Linked DNA regions of Mus musculus: all the other regions are linked to region 2. The links are chromatin contacts, called in public HiChIP or PLAC-seq and promoter capture Hi-C maps. All regions are on one chromosome and are shown on one strand. Each heading gives the region's core, a stretch centred on a gene start, on an enhancer-like site or on the middle of the called end of the contact. The rest is flanking DNA. Distances are from core to core; before and after follow the strand shown.

What was found. Promoter capture Hi-C pulls out the DNA fragments that hold promoters and counts their contacts. HiChIP or PLAC-seq counts read pairs in DNA pulled down with a chosen protein or histone mark.
Region 1: a contact with region 2 is called in an H3K27ac HiChIP or PLAC-seq map of thymic regulatory T cells, with 2.4 times the contacts expected there. The contact joins the enhancer-like site here to the promoter of Kpna4 in region 2. A contact is called at or near these places in 1 of 39 promoter capture datasets (pre-B cells), 5 of 115 datasets of contacts at active chromatin or transcription factors (the SCID.adh cell line, double positive thymocytes, embryonic stem cells and 2 more) and 3 of 9 other capture datasets (adipose tissue, liver and pancreatic islet).
Region 3: a promoter capture Hi-C map of pre-B cells shows a contact between it and region 2. The contact joins the enhancer-like site here to the promoter of Kpna4 in region 2. A contact is called at or near these places in 1 of 39 promoter capture datasets (pre-B cells), 3 of 115 datasets of contacts at active chromatin or transcription factors (the SCID.adh cell line, double positive thymocytes and memory CD8 T cells) and 3 of 9 other capture datasets (adipose tissue, liver and pancreatic islet).

The regions. Positions count from the first base shown.
Region 1 is chr3:68,979,805-68,983,071 of GRCm38.p6, forward strand. The region is part of intron 5 of Ift80 (intraflagellar transport 80); the gene reads right to left. Among named protein-coding and RNA genes, the nearest start is that of Ift80, 23 kb to the right of the region's middle. Within about 2 kb of position 1,282, at least 84 of the 459 cell types and tissues checked have an H3K27ac peak or open chromatin away from gene starts, as enhancers often do. A contact at or near this core is called in the SCID.adh cell line, adipose tissue, double positive thymocytes and 2 more, where this site is marked.
Region 2 is chr3:69,125,367-69,128,424 of GRCm38.p6, forward strand. It overlaps Kpna4 (karyopherin (importin) alpha 4), which reads right to left and starts at 1,726. Exons shown (of 17, transcript NM_008467.4): 1 at 1,366-1,726. The coding sequence starts at 1,434.
Region 3 is chr3:68,959,124-68,962,284 of GRCm38.p6, forward strand. It overlaps Ift80 (intraflagellar transport 80), which reads right to left. Exons shown (of 20, transcript NM_026641.2): 8 at 3,057-3,161. Among named protein-coding and RNA genes, the nearest start is that of Ift80, 44 kb to the right of the region's middle. Within about 2 kb of position 1,753, at least 3 of the 459 cell types and tissues checked have an H3K27ac peak or open chromatin away from gene starts, as enhancers often do. A contact at or near this core is called in pre-B cells, where this site is marked.

The sequences.
Region 1 (3,267 bases), core at 32-2,531, 150 kb before region 2:
AAGCAGGGCTTATAGGTTAACTTTAGCCTTACAGAATAAAGACTTTCATTGGCTATAGACTCTATAGCCTGGGTCTGTGCAGTCCTCTCTGGTGAGCTCCCTCTAACAGTTTAGTTGTTTTGTTTGTTTTTGAAAGACTAGAGTTTCCTGTAGGCCAGGCTATCCACAAATGGGCTATGTAGCAAAAGATGACTTGAACTTCTGTTCTTCCTGCTTCTTCTGCACCCACCCCAAATGCTAAGATTCCAGTCTTGTACCACCTTGGTCAGCTCAATTCTGTTTTAAGGTTTTGTGAAACTACAGAATAAACTTGAACCCATCCATTCTGCATCGTGCACTGTCAACGTCATGGCATTTGTCAGTACTGTTGCCCACACACCTGGAATCTGCCAAAATGTCTGCTCTACGTGCCTGACTTCTTGCTTCCTCCTCTCTCCTGCCTCGGATAAAATTAACTTCCTCCAATACCAAATCTACTATCATACAAATATGGCTATTTCCATACCTAATTCCTTCACCTTTCAAAAACCCAGTAAAAAGATGCTACACTGTTGTTTGCCTTCCCAATCAGTACTTTCTCCCAACCTCTGCACAGCTTCACAGTAATGCGCATCCTGCTTTGCATCATAGTCATTCATGTTGATTTGTTTATTCTTCACCAGCTTCATCAAAACAGTTCCATCTTGTATTCTTCTATTTCTGTACTCACATATTTACTTGAATATTTTAATCTAATCTTAATCCACAATCAGAATGTACAGTGTATCGTGGGTAGGGCTTACTTACAATTATTCACCACTTACATACTTTTCTCAAATGTGGAAAACTACTCGTAGGCATCAGGAAGAAGCATTCCTAAGCTAAATTAAACTGCATCCCAGGCCAGTTGAGATTCATCTTTAATATTAAAATGAGAGTTATGACTATCACTTTCTATGTAGAAAGCTAATAGTTGTAAATATAAATGTTTTATATAAAAAACCCTAACAGTCAACAAATGAATACAGGACTGGCTATTGGCATGCAGTTTTTAATCCCTAGATTCCAGAGTCAGAGTCAGAATCTATGGGAGTTCAAGGACAACCAGGGGTAGAGGGAGCCTGTATCAAAAAAAAAAAGGAATTCAGAAACTAATGTTTCCTCATGAACAAATAAACGTAAAGAGCAGCGTGCCTCGGCAGGGAGGGGGAAGGCACGAGCTGCCAAGCCTGATGAGCTCAGTGTGGCCCAGGCCCCACACGGCCAAGGGGAAGAACCTACTTCTGCAAGCTGCACTTGTGATGTGAGCAAGCGCACCAGACACTGCCGTAGGGGCTCTCTTAAAGCCAAAGTGACAATCGTTACTATACGGGCAAGCTTGCCCAAATATGCAGCCCCAAGCTCTGTCTTTCATGCACAACACCCACATCCTGACTGTTCCAACTCAGCTAGCAGGAAATGGAACTACAGAAGCCAAAAGGCAGGGCTAATACATTGGAGACTTCTTACTTGGGGACTTTCCTGGACTCGTTAACTTAGCCTTTGCTCCTGTTTTGGCAGGTGCTGCAACCTATATACTGGGTTTCTAGGCCTGAAAGGTGCTTCCAATGTGGTATCAGTATACTAAGGTCTGGAGGCCTGTTACACTCTGACCTCCACAGGTGTGCCATGGCATGCATCCACCCACATGCATACACAATAAATAAATGGATGAATGAATACACACACACACACACACACACACATGCTCGTGTGTGTGTGTGTGTGTGTGTGTATGCATGCATGCCAGAGAATAAACTTTTTAAAAAAAGTATAATTGACATAAAGGTATAGACAAAATAACAAGGATATTTTCAACATTGTTCATAGAATTCCAAGTTTTAGAGTAACTTGGGTTTGGTATGTTTTTATATCCAATTTCTAAACTCTGCAAAGGAAGCTAAGTTGCCTGACTTTCTGATTTGAGACATTAGCACCCAGCCCTTAAAATCTGCAGTCTCTAACTCACTTTACAAGTCATCAGGATCTGTTCCTTCTGAAATAGGTCATTATGACAAGTTAACTCCTCTAATGATTTTTCCACAGATGAAGCATCAAAAGTTTGCCTTGTTAAAAAAAGTACACAAGTAATTAAAACTTCAGGAATTAAATGCATAGTTCTGTAGTATTACCTTTAAAAACAGATTGTTTCATTGAAATAATAACAGGGTTACTAAATTAGGAAAAAGTAACTTAATATTATTTATCAATTTCATAATTAATATAAACCTTGTGTGAGAATAAAATTAAGCAAGGCAAAAGTGATTAGCACTTTCAAAGTCCCTACCATCCCCAACAGGGTTTCTCTATGTAGCTCTGGCTGTCCCAAAACTTGCTCTGTAGAGCAGGCTGGCCCCAAACTCAGTGATCTCTGCCTCTGACTACAGAGTGCTGCCACTGCCTCCCTCTCAAAGTAACTCTTTTTTTTAAAGATTTGCTTATTTATTATACACTGTAGTTGTCTTCAGACACACCAGAAGAGGGCATCAGATCTCATTACGGATGGCTGTGAGCCACCATGTGGTTGCTGGGATTTGAACTCAGGACCTCTGGAAGACCAGTCAGTGCTCTTACCCGCTGAGCCATCTCTCCAGCCCCTCAAAGTAACTCTTATATCAAAGAAATTATTGCTATTTAGAATGCTAATAAATGACATCGTTACTATTTACAAACATTTGTTTGTAAACTAAGCAGTAGTTTTCTAGATCCTTAACATATAAAGTACAGCACAGAACTAATATGTAGCACTATATCAGCACCCTCTGATGAGTACTGTTAATATTAAACAACTTACTCCAGGTTTCTACTTCAGCCTCAGGAAGTCTGAAATTCAAGAGCAGTGGCCAAGAAAATAACCAAGGAGGGACTGGAGTGGCTCAGTGGTTAAGAGCAGTTGCTTCTCTTGCAGAGGACCTGGGTTCAGCTCCCAGCACCCTTAACTATTTGTAACTCCAGTTCCAAGTGATCTGACACCCTCTTCTGAATTCTGCAGACAGGCTAGGAGAAAATCTATAGGGCCAACAGCTACAGGTAGCTTGGTGGTAGCTCTTGCCTAGAAGTTACAAGGCCTTGAATTGGATCTCTAGCTCCACCATTGAAAGAAAGAAAATCTATAAAGCCAAAAGATAATCATTGTGCCCACTAAAGTAAGGCTTACTTTCTAACTATGCATTTCATCATTTTACTACAAAAGTAATAATTAATAAACTCTGGAACGTGAACATAAATACCTATGACTACTCCTACTCA
Region 2 (3,058 bases), core at 476-2,975:
CACATGGCAGCTCCCAGCTGGAAGCAACTCCACTTCCAAAGGATGGGCTCCCTGGCCACAGGGCACACACATGATGCACATACACACACATCCAGACAAAACACCCCTATACACAAATCTAAAAAAAAATTTTTTTTTTTAAATTTCTTCCACTATAAAAAATGATCACAAAGATAAGCATCCTTAACTTTCAAACAATCTCTAAATAGCAACACACACCCTGGGACATACAGTTCTTCTAACGACTGCAATAAGCTAAAAGAGGATAAACTACATTAAAAGACTGACTGGCATTGGGAAAAGTCAACAAAAGTTGCCATCTCTATCCCGAAAATGCTCAAATTCAGGAACCGACCACAGCAGTCTGAAGAAGTTACCAGAACATAAAAGGGGATAAGAAGCTAAAAGCTTGACTTTTTTTTTAAATTCCCTATATTAAAAAAAAAAGTCACAATGGAAAGAAACTGTGTGCTTAATACATCGAACCTTGGAAGCAACTGTGTCTATGACAACGAAGCCTTCTTCCCCCCTTTAAAATAATACGTGATGGTGTCAGTCCATAGCCTACCGGATTCCTCACTGCCACCACCACCAGGAGGTGGAGAGAAAGGATACCGAGAAGACTAGGGGATGACAGCTTTGTATAACCCTTTGGACTTTTCTATGTAAGAATGCAAACTGGTGGTCTCTTCTCAGAGAGGAGTAAAAAGATCTGTGGACAAGCTCAAATAAGGCGGTGGAGGCAGGTGATCTTTTGACTGGAAAGGGACACATCGTGAGCCACATCTTTGAATCAGCTAGGACCAAACTGAAACCCAGGCCGCTGGAAGGCACTGCTTAGCATCACCAGGACCGCCTCTCGCGGCGGGGGTGGCTTTTTTTTCTTTCTTTCTTTCTTTCTTTCTTTCTTTTTCTCCAGCGGAGAAGTTGACTCCTGTAGTTTGGACATTGAAGTAAAACCAGAGTCGGGGCGATTAGGAAAACCTGCATGTGGAGGCGTCTCGGGCCCGGAGAAGTTCCGAGGTCGCCGCTCGCTCCCCCATCGCCCTCCACCCGCGACGCTTGGCGTCGGGGGCTCGAGCAGAGCCTGAGCTTCCGCCGCTGCGGGGCCTCCGCCGCGGCTGATATGCCCGCCGCCCTCACCCGTGTCTGGCCGGCTCGACAGGACAGGCCTAGGCCGCACCCGGCGGGCCCCGGCGCTGTCGCCGGCGGAGGCGGAGCAGGCCCGGCACAAACTTCCCGGCGCGGCGCCCGCGTCACGGCCGCTCGCCCGCCCGCCCAGCGCCATGCCGGCCGCCGCGCCCGCCCGACTCCGTACGCACCCCGCGTCCCGCCGGGGGCCGGAGGCCGCGGACCCCACTGTACCTCCAAGTCACGGCCTTTGTTCTTAAAATTCTTGAGCCGTTGGTTGTCCAATTTCTCGTTGTCCGCCATGGCCGGGCCGGCGACTCTCCCCACCCGCCCGGGCCCCGCGGGATCCGCCCCAACCACCGCGCCGCACAGACGCTCCCAGGAAGCCGGCCGCCGCCTGCGTCGCCCGCCCGTCCGCTCGCTTCCTCTCGCCCGCCGGGCCTCCGCTTCCTGGCTGGCCTCTCCTGCCCTGAGCTCGGGTACCACAGCAGCTCTGGCGAAGACGACTGCGGGGCCAGCGGCGGCGGCGGCAACGGCGGCGGAATGTGCTGCCGGCTGAGAGGGGGAGGCAGCCTCGATCTGAGGGCCCGGCTTTACGGCCACGCCCATCGCCGCCAACCCGGTCCGCCGATTGGCCGGCCGGGCTCCGGAGTGCTTAGCCAATCAAAAGGGACGATGGAGAGCGGGGGACGGAAGAGCGAAAGGAAAGGGGAAGGGAGAGTCTGGGGCAGGAAAGGGACGGGGCGCAGGAGCTTGGGAGGGGAGGGGTCACGCGCGGAGGGAGAAACCCGAGGCAGCCGAAGAGCAGCAGATCCGGGAGCGGGCGGGGATGGGCAGGGTGTAGTGGTCCTGGTTATGGTGGGATGATTCCCGGGGTGGCTTTAGATGTTGGGGTTCTGAACTTCGTTCTTTTCTCCCCCGGTGTTACTTGAGCGCTTCATTCACTTTGGAAGGCAAAGAGGTGTGTCTAAGCTACATGTGAAGTCCTAAACCCTGAGTCCTGTTCTGGGAACTGCGAACCAACCTAGGACCCGGCATCGTGGCTAGGACTGACTACGGTGATGTGCATTCTGAAAACTGAAGGGAAAGCTAGAGGGACCCGGTAGGAAAAGGAAGGTAGAAGGTTCGCAACAGGTAGAAACTTGAGAAAAATTGGTCCTTCCCTAATACCCCCATTTTGAGCAGTTTCTCTTGGGAAATTAAACTGCTTGATCACAAAGTATTAATTTATAGAGAATGACGACTATGAGCCATGACATAGCAAATGCAACATTGTGACTCTTGATAAAGGAAGTTAATCCCAAAGAAACCTCTTAACCAGGAACATTGTAACCAAAGGCGGATGTAAAACAGGTACAAAAGAGCCTCTCAAATTTTTCAGAATCGCTCCGGGCCGGTGACTCGGTTTGTAATCGTAGCTACTGGGCAAGAGGAGGAGCTGTTAAAGTAGCCCAAGAGCAAGGCCAGCCAGAGCAAGAGTCCAAAGCCACTTCGAGCAGTTTAGTGACACTTCCCCTCTTCTCTTGCGGGTTCATCTCAAGATAAATTAATAATAATAATAATAATAATAATAATAATAATAATAGAAATACAACTCATTGGAAGAAGCTAATTATGCTGGAGGCCCTAGGCTCAGAAAAGAGAGTGAGGACATGTTTTCAAAACTATATTTAAGCTGAGCATAGTGATCCACACGTTAAATCTAGCAAAGGCAGGTGGAGATGAGTTTGAGGCCAGCTGAGCTACATCATAATACCCTGTCTAAAAACAAACAAATGTGTGTGTTCATTTATCAATTATTAGTTCCCCAAATTGTGTGGTTTTTGTGAAGCAGTGGCAGTTCAGAGTCAGAAGGAAGAGGAAAGCTAAATGTGTCTGAACTTGGCAAAAAACTCTATTACAAAACCCTTTGGGAACATTTGGCTTC
Region 3 (3,161 bases), core at 503-3,002, 170 kb before region 2:
AAAGACACTCTGATCTTAGCCTTGCCTTTCTCACTCTGCAGCAATCCCTGAGGGCTGCACAGAAAAGCATTACATCTTCAAGGTCTAAACTATCCTCTTCCATACAGCCTAGCGGGCATGTTTGGTGAATAACTTGTCTATATCAACCCCTGATAATATCCTATGCAAGGTCTACTGACTGCACAAAAACTGCTGTACTCTTTCACATTTGGAGACACGAGAAGTTCCTCTTGCCTGAAAACCTTGTCTCCTTGGAGAACTACTTATTCACCAAGCCTCAGTTTCCCAATCAATGTCCCGCAGGGAGAATTAGCCTTCTCCACATCTTCACAGAGCTTAACAAACCTACGTACCACTTAGTGACTGTTCTATGTAAGTCTTATAATCTGATTCTCTACTAGACTACTGGCAACTTGAATGCAAGTCTTTATATGTTTTAATATCTAAAGCCTAGTTTCTGGAACGTCTGTCTGATAAATAGTGTATATAATAAGATGACTATCAGATAAAAGAATATATATTTAAAATGTTAGTCTCAAATCTCTAAGGAATTATAGCATATTCAATCAATTCAGTTTACTTTTCCAGAATTATTAAGCCTAAAAAAGGATATAGTAACAAATGAGGTAAATGTGGAATTTGGTTATTTGCATAAATCAATTTTTTAAAATTTTAATCAAATGACATATTAAAATGATTATATACAAGCTGACTTAATAAATTATAGTGACTGTACTTAAGTATAGATAATCCTTAAGCTATGGGGTCCTATCAACTAGAGAGTCAAAAGTAATATATATAAAACTAAAATAAAAAATATAAAAGCATAATATATTACAAAAATGAGCGTATATATTCCATAGACACAATCACTGATAGACACGTGAGGTAAAGATCCTTACATGTGAAAACAAAGTAAAAAAAAAAAAGGTTTTTAAGGGATTTTTTAAGGGATTAGATGTTCTAACATCCTGATGGTATAGCAGCAAAACAAAGTGAGAAGTAGAAACAGATTTAAACACCATGCCATGGTAAAAATGACTGTCAATTGAGAAGCAGGCCGTAAAGAACGCGTATCATTCACTAAGCATAAGATGGAAACGAGAATGTTCCAGGCCAGGATAAAGATGAAGCTGGGCATGGTGGAGACAGCTGGAACCTCAGTGCTTGGGAGGCAGGAGGAGGATAACATTCAAATAGTCTGGGCTGCACAGAAAGACGCTCTCTTACCAAAAGAAAGGGCAGAAGGGAGGGGGCTGGGAAAAAGGAAGGAGGGAGGAAAAAGGTAATAAGAGAAAGGAAATAGGAGTGAGGATGTGACCAGCTCAGGGCTGAGGGACCAGCACTCAGCCAGATGCACAGCCTCTTTAGGAGCTGTGGGAGGGACTGAATGTTTGTCACAGCAGCAGATCTCAAAGCTTCTACTGCCACATACAAAGTTGAATTTTTTTGTGATAGAAAACAAGTAAGCACAAGAGTTATAGGCCATTTATAAAGTTCTAAAATTCTAACTAATCAACTTTGCACTCAAAGAAGGGGAGCCAGAGAACAACTGTGAGCCAATTTTAACCATGAGGGTTAAGAACAGTCCCCAAGCACCCCATTGCTACAGACCAGACCTTCAGGGTCCCCAGAAGCCTGTTAATGGATCGAGCCGTCTTCAGGACAACGCCTTTAGGAGACAGTAGAAGCTATAGAAGGTAGGGCAATGAAGAGGAAGTCTTTCTGCACTCAGCACTTGGACATCCCTAGAGAGGGATTATGGGGCCTGCCTGTGCTCTTCCTCCCTCACTTCCTGACTTCCTCTGCCACACACAGCTGCCTAATGCTGCTTCCCACATGCCCAAAGGCATGGAAACAAATGGTCCTGGACTGGAACCTCCAAGAGTCAAAATAAATCTGTTATTCTATGAGCTGACTTCCTCATCCATTCTGTTACAGTGACAGAAAGTTAACATAACAACTCAAACTCTTTCAGCCATTATCATGCTCTGTTTTTGGAGCACTTTAATAAAAAATTCACTCTTTGAGAACAATGGGTAAAAGTTACTGAGCTTGGCATCTGCCAGAATAGAATTCTGCTCTAAACACAGGATGTACTTGCATCCAAACACGAATACTCGTGTGCTCGCTTGTGTGCGTGCTGTCTGTGTGTGTGTGTGTGTGTGTGTGTGTGTGTGTGTATGCATGCATGCTATATACACATATGGCATCTGTGTGAGTATGTGCACGTGTGCACGTAGGTGTGCACACGGGTGTGTGTATGTATTTGGAAGACAGAAGCTGACATTGAGATCTCTCTGAACCTGGAGCTTATCGAGTCAGCTAAAGCACACGCCTTTGAGCCACGAGGAACCCAGCCAGCAGTACTGAGCACAGTGTCGCTGTGCTTGGCTTTTACAGGTGTGTGAAGACCTAAGCTTAGGTCCTCGGGCTCAGGCAGCAGGCGCTTAACAACCAACCACCTCAGCTCGCAAACACCAGTCCTTAAGAAGGAAATACATATGCTTTGGGGATTTCTGGAGAACAGTTTGCTGGCTTATTTTTTTGAAACAGGGCCTCACTGTTCCTGGCTGGAACTTGCTATGTACACTAGCTGGCCTTGAACTCAGAGAGATCTGTCTGCCTCTGCTTTCCAAATACTAGCACTAAAATTAACTTTTACATTTAAACACTGGCACTAAAATTAACTTTTAAATTTACTATTAATTCCTTACAAATATGTGACTACAATTTTATATGAAACATATTGATACCAAAAATACCATTTAAATTTCTGTGTTCTATACTAAGTGGGCATAAATTGGAATAGCTAAACTGTTTTACGATCCTTCAGACTCATGCTCAAGACAAATATTTCCAAAAAGATAAATAACAGAGAATATGTCAACTCTTCAGTTACACACCGCTTCATCTCACAAATTAGGAACTGATAAATCAGAGAGGTTGTATCAAATGTTTTCAATGAGAACATTTCAAAGTGCTCGCTAGGTGAGTGAGTGAGCACTGTGTTGTACATCACCATGTGCGACAGTATACCTGTGACTGAAACTTACCCCAGTTTTATCACACAAGCGTAACGTATGAAACGATCCAACGGCAAATAACTCCCCATCTGGAGCCCAGGCCACTGAGGTGATGGGGTGCTCATGAGGCTGGGA